Linked DNA regions of Mus musculus: region 2 is linked to region 1. Evidence: chromatin contacts called from public HiChIP or PLAC-seq data. All regions are on one chromosome and are shown on one strand. The core of a region is the stretch at or near the end of the contact, and the rest is flanking DNA. Distances in the headings are between cores, read along the strand shown. Region 1 holds the start of Slc10a4 (solute carrier family 10 (sodium/bile acid cotransporter family), member 4). Region 2 holds the start of Fryl (FRY like transcription coactivator).

Region 1 (4,526 bases), core at 1,356-3,855:
ACAAATTGCCTCCCAGATTTCTCCCCAAGCCCTGAGAGGAGCTGGTTAGTCTGCCTGTAATGACTGCTTATTTGATTTGTGGGTTTTAATATCTTTAAAATGAGGAGGAGCCATGTTAAAGCAAACAGGCTTGGTGCACGATCAACTGAGCCAGCCTCAGCTGCATCCCCTGCCAGGGGTGTTCTTAGCTCATCTTAAGCCCAGGGCTTGAGAATATAAAACAGCTCTGTAACAAAACACCTGAGATAGTCAGCTTACAAAGAGAAGAGGTTTTGTTTCATGATTTTGAACGTTTCAGGACTAAGCAATCAGCCCATGATTGCTTACCTGTATTGCTTTGGAGCATCGGATGAGGTTCACGTTGTGGTGGAAACACACAGGAAGCCAAGCTGTTTGTCTCTTAGCCAAGAATCAAAACCGGGGCCGAGATCTCACAGTTCTCTTTGCAAGCATTCTCTCAGTGAAGTAAAGAGCTTCCAATAGGCCCCACCCCTTAGCGGTGCCTGGACTTCAAAATAGTTCCAGATTGGGACTGAACCTTTAGCATTGAGGCTTTGGGGGGAAATTCAAAACTTCAACTATAGCTGGGCTCAGAAGGTAAGGCCGCCCTGATCTTGTGATAAAATGGCACTGTCAGGATGTACTCAACTCATGAAGAGCATATCTCATTACACATCTGTCTTTTAACCTCACAGGTCTTGAAAACATAGACTATGTTTCATTACAGCCCACGTTCTTCAGAGCTTTACACATGTGAATGCACCTTTTTTTGAGTTTAGGACATTAGGACATATTGTGTTCCCAAATGTTTGCTGAAGTTCTAACCTCCTTGAGTTAATCCTACAGGGGAGGAGTAGAAGATTGTGTGTGCTTCAGTACGGTAGGATTGTAGTTTTTCATAGCCTCTGCCGTTTCCATGAGACCCGGGGAGGAAGAAAAGCAAAGACAGGGGCTCACAGTGTCACCTGTCTCTCTGGGAAAGGGATAGGAATCATTTCCTGTGGGGAAGAATTCACTCCGTCTTGGTTTTGCTCAGCTAGAACACCCTGGGCCCTGACTGTAGGCTAGACATTCCCATGTTGGCTGTCAACTGGCTGTCACTGCTGTAATTGCTCCAGGGACATTCCCACCTCCTTAGGAGATACACTCTGTGGAGAGAAGTGCCTTTCCTCTGACATGTATGGAGTGATGGGCTTCACACTGCTGAGCCTCTGTTCCTGTAAACTCTGATGTGATTTGTGTGGGGATTAGCCTGTCTGCGGGCAAGCCTCTCCACACTTCGTTTCTGTCCAGTCCTCTGATCCCAGTGCTGAGACTCTACTCATGACACTTCATAAATCTGTGACCATGGAAATGTCTTCTCCCCACCTGCCATTGACTCCTTTAAATTTCTAACAACATTATAAACCTTGTTTTATATGTGTGTATGTATATATATAAATCCTTGCAAACAAATAAAACTTCACACACTAAAACAAACCAGACCCAAAGTCTATACTACCTAGTTAGTTAGAATGGACGTTTGCAGTGAAAGCTGACCACAACACCCTTAACATTCATTGTTTTCATCAAGACTTTTCTCAGCCCAGCTTCACAACAAGGTGGAGATCGAGCCAGGTACTTAGCAGCTTCGTATGGGGAAGTGGGGGTGTCCTGCCTCCAACTGTAAGAGTCAGGTATGACCCAGAAGGGGAACTGGCAACAAGTGATTGAATATTTTCAATACAGGGCCTGGGAGGATTCAAGTTTCCTAAGCAGAGACAATGCAAATGTGTGCCAAAGGCTCTCATCTGATCGTTAGCATTGTGTTTGTGATTAAAATGCTATGCCACCCACAATAGATATGTACAATTGCAATGTATCGATACAAATGAAATAGAATTTGTAGACAGAGTATAGAGCCCATGGGTTTGCCCTGGCTCTGAAATAGCACTAGGCTCAAAAAACCATGATCAGTATTATTGTTTTTTAAGTCTTAGACTGGACATAAAGGCTTAACACTTTCATTTACGAATTTAAGCCACAGACATGTGCTGCTTTTAGACTGGCTCACATGAAGCCTGGTGCCTCTATGGGTAGGGCTGCGGGTTATTTAAGCTATTTATATATATGACTTACATATACATAGATAAACTTCTTTTTCTCCATTCGATGAGTCTGGCCCTCTAAATTTCATTACCAAAGAGGCCGAGTTCTGGTGCGCAGCTGCTGGGCAATCTGACTAAAGATAATTTTGTACTGCTAGGCGAAAGCATTGGAAATGTTTTCATCATTAAAAAAAATCAGATAAATGTTTAAGGAGCTACATTCAATATGACTTGACAAGCTTATACATCTATCCAAACCTCACATGGGACTTTATGTTCAAATTTAACATTTGAACTAGAAAAATTATTTTCAAAAGAAAAAAAGGCAGGGCCATCAGAGAATTTGATGGGTAGCCAGGCCTGGTTGGTCTTCTCCGCCCTCCTGGGCTTTGTCGGGTCTTTGTTCCACCCCTGGCTGCACTGGTACAGAACCACTTAGCTGTGATTAAAAGGAGGGGACCGAGCAGCAGGGCGGGGCCTGCGGTGCGGGCGGGCGGCGACAGGGCCGCGCGGCGCTCAGTGCCAGCTGTGGGGCAGCATGCACACCACAGCGACGACCGGCCCGCCGCACCGACGCCGCGGGGACGCTTGACCAGACAGACAGGTAAAAGGGACCACAGGACCGAGGGAGGAGGTGTGGCCAGGGACAGCCCCTGCAGACCGTGCCTCGGCGACAGAGCCATGGACAGCCTGGACAACACCACCCTGCTCCTTGCCCCGTCCTCGCTGCTGCCTGACAACCTCACCCTGTCTCCCAACGCCGGCAGCCCGAGCGCCAGCACCCTTTCGCCTCTCGCTGTCACCTCTAGTCCCGGTCCGGGGCTCAGCCTCGCTCCAAGTCCAAGCATCGGCTTTAGCCCCGAGGCAACCCCGACTCCAGAGCCCACGAGCAGCAGCCTCACGGTCGGCGTGGCTGGCCAGGGCTCCTCCGCTTTCCCCCGGCCCTGGATCCCCCACGAGCCCCCATTCTGGGACACGCCGCTCAACCACGGGCTGAATGTGTTTGTGGGCGCCGCCTTGTGCATCACCATGCTGGGTCTAGGCTGTACCGTGGACGTGAACCACTTCGGGGCGCACGTCCGGCGGCCCGTGGGCGCTCTGCTGGCTGCGCTCTGCCAGTTCGGCTTCTTGCCGCTGCTAGCCTTCTTGCTGGCCCTCATCTTCAAGCTGGATGAGGTGGCCGCGGTGGCTGTACTCCTATGTGGCTGCTGTCCTGGTGGAAATCTCTCCAATCTCATGTCCCTGCTGGTAGACGGCGACATGAACCTCAGGTATGGCCTCTTTCTCACCCCAACCCATAAAATTCACAGCAAGAGGGGTGTGTTGGAGTCCTTTGGGTGAAGCCCTGAGGAGGGATGGATGGGGTGGGGATGGGTATATGGAGGCTTGGCTTTGAAATCCTGGCGGACATTTAAAGATTGTGTGTCAGTGGGGGAAGATCTAGACTAGAACCTAGCTGCTTAAAGGCCCTGGGATTTCACACACAGCCCCTCCCGGAGAGACAAGGTCTTAACTCATGTCTCCAGGAGGGCAAAGAGAAGGGAGAAGTCAGAAGCTAGGACTCGAAGGAAATGCAAAAAAAGCAAATCAGGACTGTAGTCCCATAAGGAAAGTAATCTTGAGAGTGCAATGTAATCGAGTTTCATCCAACAAGTCGCTTCGCCAGCTTCCGTGCTGCAGGCTATTTGGTAGGGTTAAAAGAAAAAAGGTTTCTTTCCTTCGCATCCTCTCAGGTACCCAGTTTCCAGGCTTCACGACGCCCAGGGCAGCTGTCCTGGGTCCTGCATCCTAGGTCATTGTCTTGCCTGAATTCCTGTTTCTATTGCGACATGATAAAATAGATTCTCTGCAGACTTCAACCCGGAGGCTTGCAGTGTTACCACCTCCCTTCCCGGGGCTTTGTAACAGGTAAGGAAAGACATGGCTGACTCTGGCTCAAATCCCTTTCTGACTTCTGCTCATACCTTTTTGCAGCATCATCATGACCATTTCCTCCACACTCCTGGCCCTGGTGTTGATGCCCCTCTGCCTCTGGATCTACAGCCGTGCCTGGATCAATACCCCTCTGGTGCAATTGCTCCCCCTAGGGGCAGTCACCCTGACTCTCTGCAGCACTCTCATTCCTATTGGGCTAGGCGTCTTCATTCGCTACAAATACAACCGCGTGGCTGACTACATCGTGAAGGTAGGCTCTCTCTTCTCTTCCTAGAGTCTGGTCTCTGAAGAGTGGCAGGCAAGCTAGGAGGTTTGGAAAGCAGGGAAGGATACAAAGGCCTTTCAGGGACATACTTAGGTGTATACGGCAAGCCTAATGTCTGAGGTGGGAAATTCCTAGGGGAATATCTCTAATTAAGTCACAGCTCATGTTGGGAATAATGATGCAAGTGGTAATCCCGGTGCTCAGGGTCTGGAGTTTGAAACCAGTCTGGACTACAAAGC
Region 2 (4,526 bases), core at 900-3,399, 250 kb after region 1:
TCAAGGGAATTCTCTCTCAAGTATCAATGTCTCAAGTTGGACTTGTTTCCCAAATATAGTTTCTGTGTTATTATTGTTGAGATTGGGAACGTTCAGCATTCACTCAAGAGTTCTTAGACAGTAGCTTAAAGATAAACAAATTTTAAAATCTGCATTGCCTTAAAGGAAGGAAAAAACCCACCCGGGCCAGGTGTCTCAACAAAATTCATTCTTGCAAAGTACAAAATACTGTAACAGAGCACAAGGCAACCAGGATCAGCGGCTACATTTGAAAATAAGAAACAAAAATAAGACCAAAGAATCATAGGCCGGATGCTACTTCCTTGATAAGGCTGCAGCTTGCCGCCTCCAAGCGCTCTACAAACCATTGCTCAAGAAACTGTCAAAATGAAGGCTTATGAAAACATTCTTTTCTAAATAAGGACTCCAACAAGGGATGTGTTGTTTCTAGCTATGATTTCTGCTGCAAGTATTGACAAGTTCAACACCGGCAGAATGTTCACAGTGCAAAGACCTCTTATTTGATTCACCAATAGCAAGAGTGCCTGCCTGCAAGTAGTTACAATGCCTGCATTCAGTAGGGGAGATCAACTTTATGGAAGGCACCTGCTAGGCGGAACAGCAGTTTATAAAACCAACTTTTATTTCCATCAAAAGTTGTTCATTGTTCCCCCCCCCCCCCAATCCTACAGACCCTTCTACCCTCCTCGAAGAGCTTCTGTCGTGGAGTCCCGGTAATACTTTCCCTAGTTCAAAGGTTAAAGCACATTTAGTTCTGTCTGAAGCTCTAGCCCCTCAGCCATTCCCCCACCCGTTTATTTATTCTTTTATTAACACAGCAACCTGGGACTTATATCCTCGAAAGTCTACAAGCAAAGCGATTGTAGGTAATGAGGAACAAAGCTGGACTAGTAGTAAAGCATTCAGGCCCCAGATCGCCTTAGATATCGGCCTCTGCAGACGCAAGAAACGAGGCTCGGCCGGGCCGGGAGAACCTGCCGCCCGGAAGCAACAACTCCCATTAGAAGGCAAAGAAAAGTTGCACGGCTGAGCTCCGGACCGCGAGGAGCCAGCGCCGGTGTCTGCGAAGCCGGTGGCCCGGGCTGCACAGGCCCGGCGGCGGGCGGTGACTTTGGCGTCCGCCGGGCCGACCCCGGCTCCGGAAAGGCGCGGGTCCGGGGGTGCGCCGTCGCTTCAGGCGGAGTGGGCTCTGCGCCCAGGTCCGCACCCCTCCCAGCACCGCAAGCAGTGGGCGGAGAGACGCGGCGGAGGATCGCGGACAATGCCCGGCCGGGCCGGCAACCTCGGCGCGCAGCGCGAGCCCGCCGCCTCTCCTCCCGAGGCCGCCTGCCGGCACCTTCAGCCGGGTCGGATGATCAACCCAGCAGTAGCGCCTGCCGCCACCGCCCCGCCGCCCGCTTCCTCGCCGGGCGGTTCCCGGGTCGCGGTGAACCCGCGGCGTGCGAACCAAGCCGGCGCGCCGAGCGGCGCAGGGAGCGCGCTCAGGGCAGCCGGGCGCGCGGGAAGAGCGGAGCGAGCGTGGAGACGACGGCGCGCGACCAGGGCAGCCGGGAGCGCGGGGAGAGCCGGGCACGGGCCGGGAAGGAGGCGCGCAGCAGAGCGGGGCGCGCGGTGCTCCCCCACGGGTCTGCCGCAGCTCCGACGGGCTTTCGGTTGACCCCGGCTCAGTACCGCGCCCGCGTCCGTTAGGAGCCTCCCCAGTCGGCGCCGCAGCCGCCCATCCCGGTCCGCCTCCCTCGCGGCTCGCAGCAAGAAGGGCAGCCGGGCCAGGGCCGGGGACCCGGGATCCCACGGCCGACGGTCGGCGGGCATCCCGGATCCTACGGCCGACGGTCGGCGGGCATCCCGGATCCTGCCCCCGCGCTGGAAGAGAAAGTGAAATGAAGCGCCTTTCCCCAAACAGCACCTACCAGGTCCCCAGTCCCGTGCAGCTGCCTCGTTCCTCCAGCGCCGCCGGTCCCCGCCCTCGGGCCCCAGGCTCCGTTCTCTTTGACAATGGCGCGTCCCCTTTAAGGAATAATCCGATCGGGACCGATTCGTGGTTAAACCTCCCTCCGACTCTGATTTTAACCGGATTTCTGTCTCTCCCAGAGCCCGACGGGCGCCCGGCAGTGCTGCGAGCTCTGCCCACCCCTTCTCTGCCCCGCCCACCCACTCGCCTTCCTGATTGGCGAAGGATACTACACCAGGAACAGCGGTCCTCGCCCTCCACTGGCCGGCCTCCCCGCCGCTCAGAGTTTCCCCACCTTCGCCCCGCCCCCTCCCCCGGGTTGGACCTACCTCTAATCACTCTCGGTCCTCGCCTCCAACGTTGCTTTGGAGAACTGGCAGTCACGGCTCACCCTCCCGCCTCCGGAAAGCTAACTTTATTTTTATTGGTAGAAAGACATCTTCCTGTGCACCTGATTGGGTAAGAAAAGGCAAGTCTGCACGCCCCTTACCTTTTATCACTCTCCCTGGACGGCTGAAAGACAGTCGTAAAGTCTTCCCTATTTTGGCACCCTCAAAGCCTCTGTACCTTTAAATGTTGGTAGAGGTCGAGCACAAACAACCTATACTGAGGAAGGCGGGAAAGAGAGGTGGAAAGGATGCAAAAATCTTCAGATAAAAAGCACACCACAGCAGCTGCGGGATCCTGAGAGCCCAATCCTATTTCGTGAATGGAGTGAGAACACCTGAAATCCTAATACTGGCTCCTGAGAATTAATCAAGTTCACACTCCCTGTCTACTCTGCTCACATCCTTGACTTCCTGGCTTTACGCACCCGGAAGAATTAACGAAGGTGTCTTCAAACCCAGGGGTTTCCTTGTTTATCTTGCAATAGGACGTTCAGAAAAGCGTTAAGTTCTTCCCATTAGAAGTTCCGTTTAGGTCACGTCCTGTGTGTCATACTGGCATTTGCGCGGGACTATGCTATTTTTTATTATTTTTAAAAATTGTTTGGAAAGATTAAACATATATTCCTCTTTGCTGATATTCTCAAAGTTCCTCTTGTTACAAATGTGGACACCAGAGGGCTAGTCTTTGAAGGACAGTGGCACCTTTCCGGGGAAAGCACATCTACCCAAAGGAAGAGGGAGAAGTCTCGCCAGGAGAAACCTGAGTGGCAGAACCCTGCTCATTAAAGGAGAGGAATCCTGCGACAACCTCGGGATCTGCATTAACTTAGCACCAGGTTCCTACCCCAGATATAGGAAACGAAGGTTATTTCCAAAAAACCTGAGTGTGGTTATGGCTTTCGGACCCGCCAAGAAATAGTAAGGAACAGGTTAAGTGTTCTCTCTATTTTCTATGGTCTTTGATACTTTTGACGATCCTTTGACGACGTCAGAGGATCCCTACAGGTGCAGCAGTCACCTCCAGTAGTGCCAAGAAAGTGGCTGTGCCCAATGCCGCCCTAGACCAGACCAGCTTAGAGAGAGGGAAATAAGCATAGACAGTTGAGAGATAAGGCTTTTTTCCTGAACTCAGAGAGCCATTATTATCGAGGAGCAGTAAGAGAGGCGGGACTTGATTGGTGTTTGCAGGTCCTTCCTTTTAAATTGTTTGTACATTTTTGCAGCAGTGGGAATGAATTTAGGGACTCATGCATTCAAGGTAAGTCCTCTACCAGTGAGCTAAAGTCTCAGCCCCTCACGATTGTCACACGCTGAGACAAGAGATGGGAACCTAGCTGTTTTATAAGGCCTTCACAAATACAAGCACCCAATTACGGCCTTTAACTAAGCCCCCTTTCCAACCTACTCCTCCAGATACAGTCATCCCTCTTTCCCATATCTGCAAGGGAATTTCTTCAAAGACCCCCCACCCCAGGGATACCCTAATCTTCCGTTATTCAGGTCTCCTATAAAATCACATGCCATTGACATGTAGCATGCAGAGTCCTCTACATATTGAAAATAAACGCTGGAGTGTCTCTAATAGCTAACACAATGTCAGTGCTATGGGACTCACTATTGTACTGGATCACTGAGAGAATGATGACCAATAACATCTATGCATGTCCAATGCAGACGTGATCAGGGTGGGACTTGCTACATAGTGCACGCCAACAATAATTTAAATCCCTCGTCCTCCCAATATTTTCCATCCATGCTGACTAAATCTGAATGAAGACAAGGAACCTGAACTTGTATGACTTCACACTTGTACTCACTTATACCTGTACATGTGCGCAGTCAACTGTATGTCTGTGTAACCATCCTTAGACGTGTAGGCACATATGTGTTCTTTTTCAGGATGCTCATTTATTGCTTATACACTTGCCTTTTGGGTGTGTGTTGGGTTTTTCCTTGGCTCTGTTTTGTTTCTCAGTGCCAGGGGTGGAATTCAGAGCCTTGTGCACGTTAAATACACACCCTGCTGCTTAGTTATAATCCTAGCTCTTCGATAAGCTTTGAGGCGTCTTCTGGCTTCTAGTCATCCACGAGACTATAGTAGAAAAGACTGTTGTAATACTCAGGAGAGAGGCACCTGGTGTAAGTGTATACACAGCTGTAGCTTT

What was found. HiChIP or PLAC-seq counts read pairs in DNA pulled down with a chosen protein or histone mark.
Region 2: an H3K4me3 HiChIP or PLAC-seq map of embryonic stem cells shows a contact between it and region 1, with 16 read pairs. The contact joins the promoter of Fryl here to the promoter of Slc10a4 in region 1. A contact is called at or near these places in 1 of 39 promoter capture datasets (embryonic stem cells), 2 of 115 datasets of contacts at active chromatin or transcription factors (embryonic stem cells and neural tube) and 2 of 9 other capture datasets (adipose tissue and embryonic stem cells).

The regions. Positions count from the first base shown.
Region 1 is chr5:73,004,299-73,008,824 of GRCm38.p6, forward strand. It overlaps Slc10a4 (solute carrier family 10 (sodium/bile acid cotransporter family), member 4), which reads left to right and starts at 2,606. Exons shown (of 3, transcript NM_173403.2): 1 at 2,606-3,358; 2 at 4,062-4,272. The coding sequence starts at 2,769.
Region 2 is chr5:73,254,469-73,258,994 of GRCm38.p6, forward strand. Fryl (FRY like transcription coactivator) reads right to left here and starts at 2,150. Exons shown (of 63, transcript NM_028194.2): 1 at 1,932-2,150.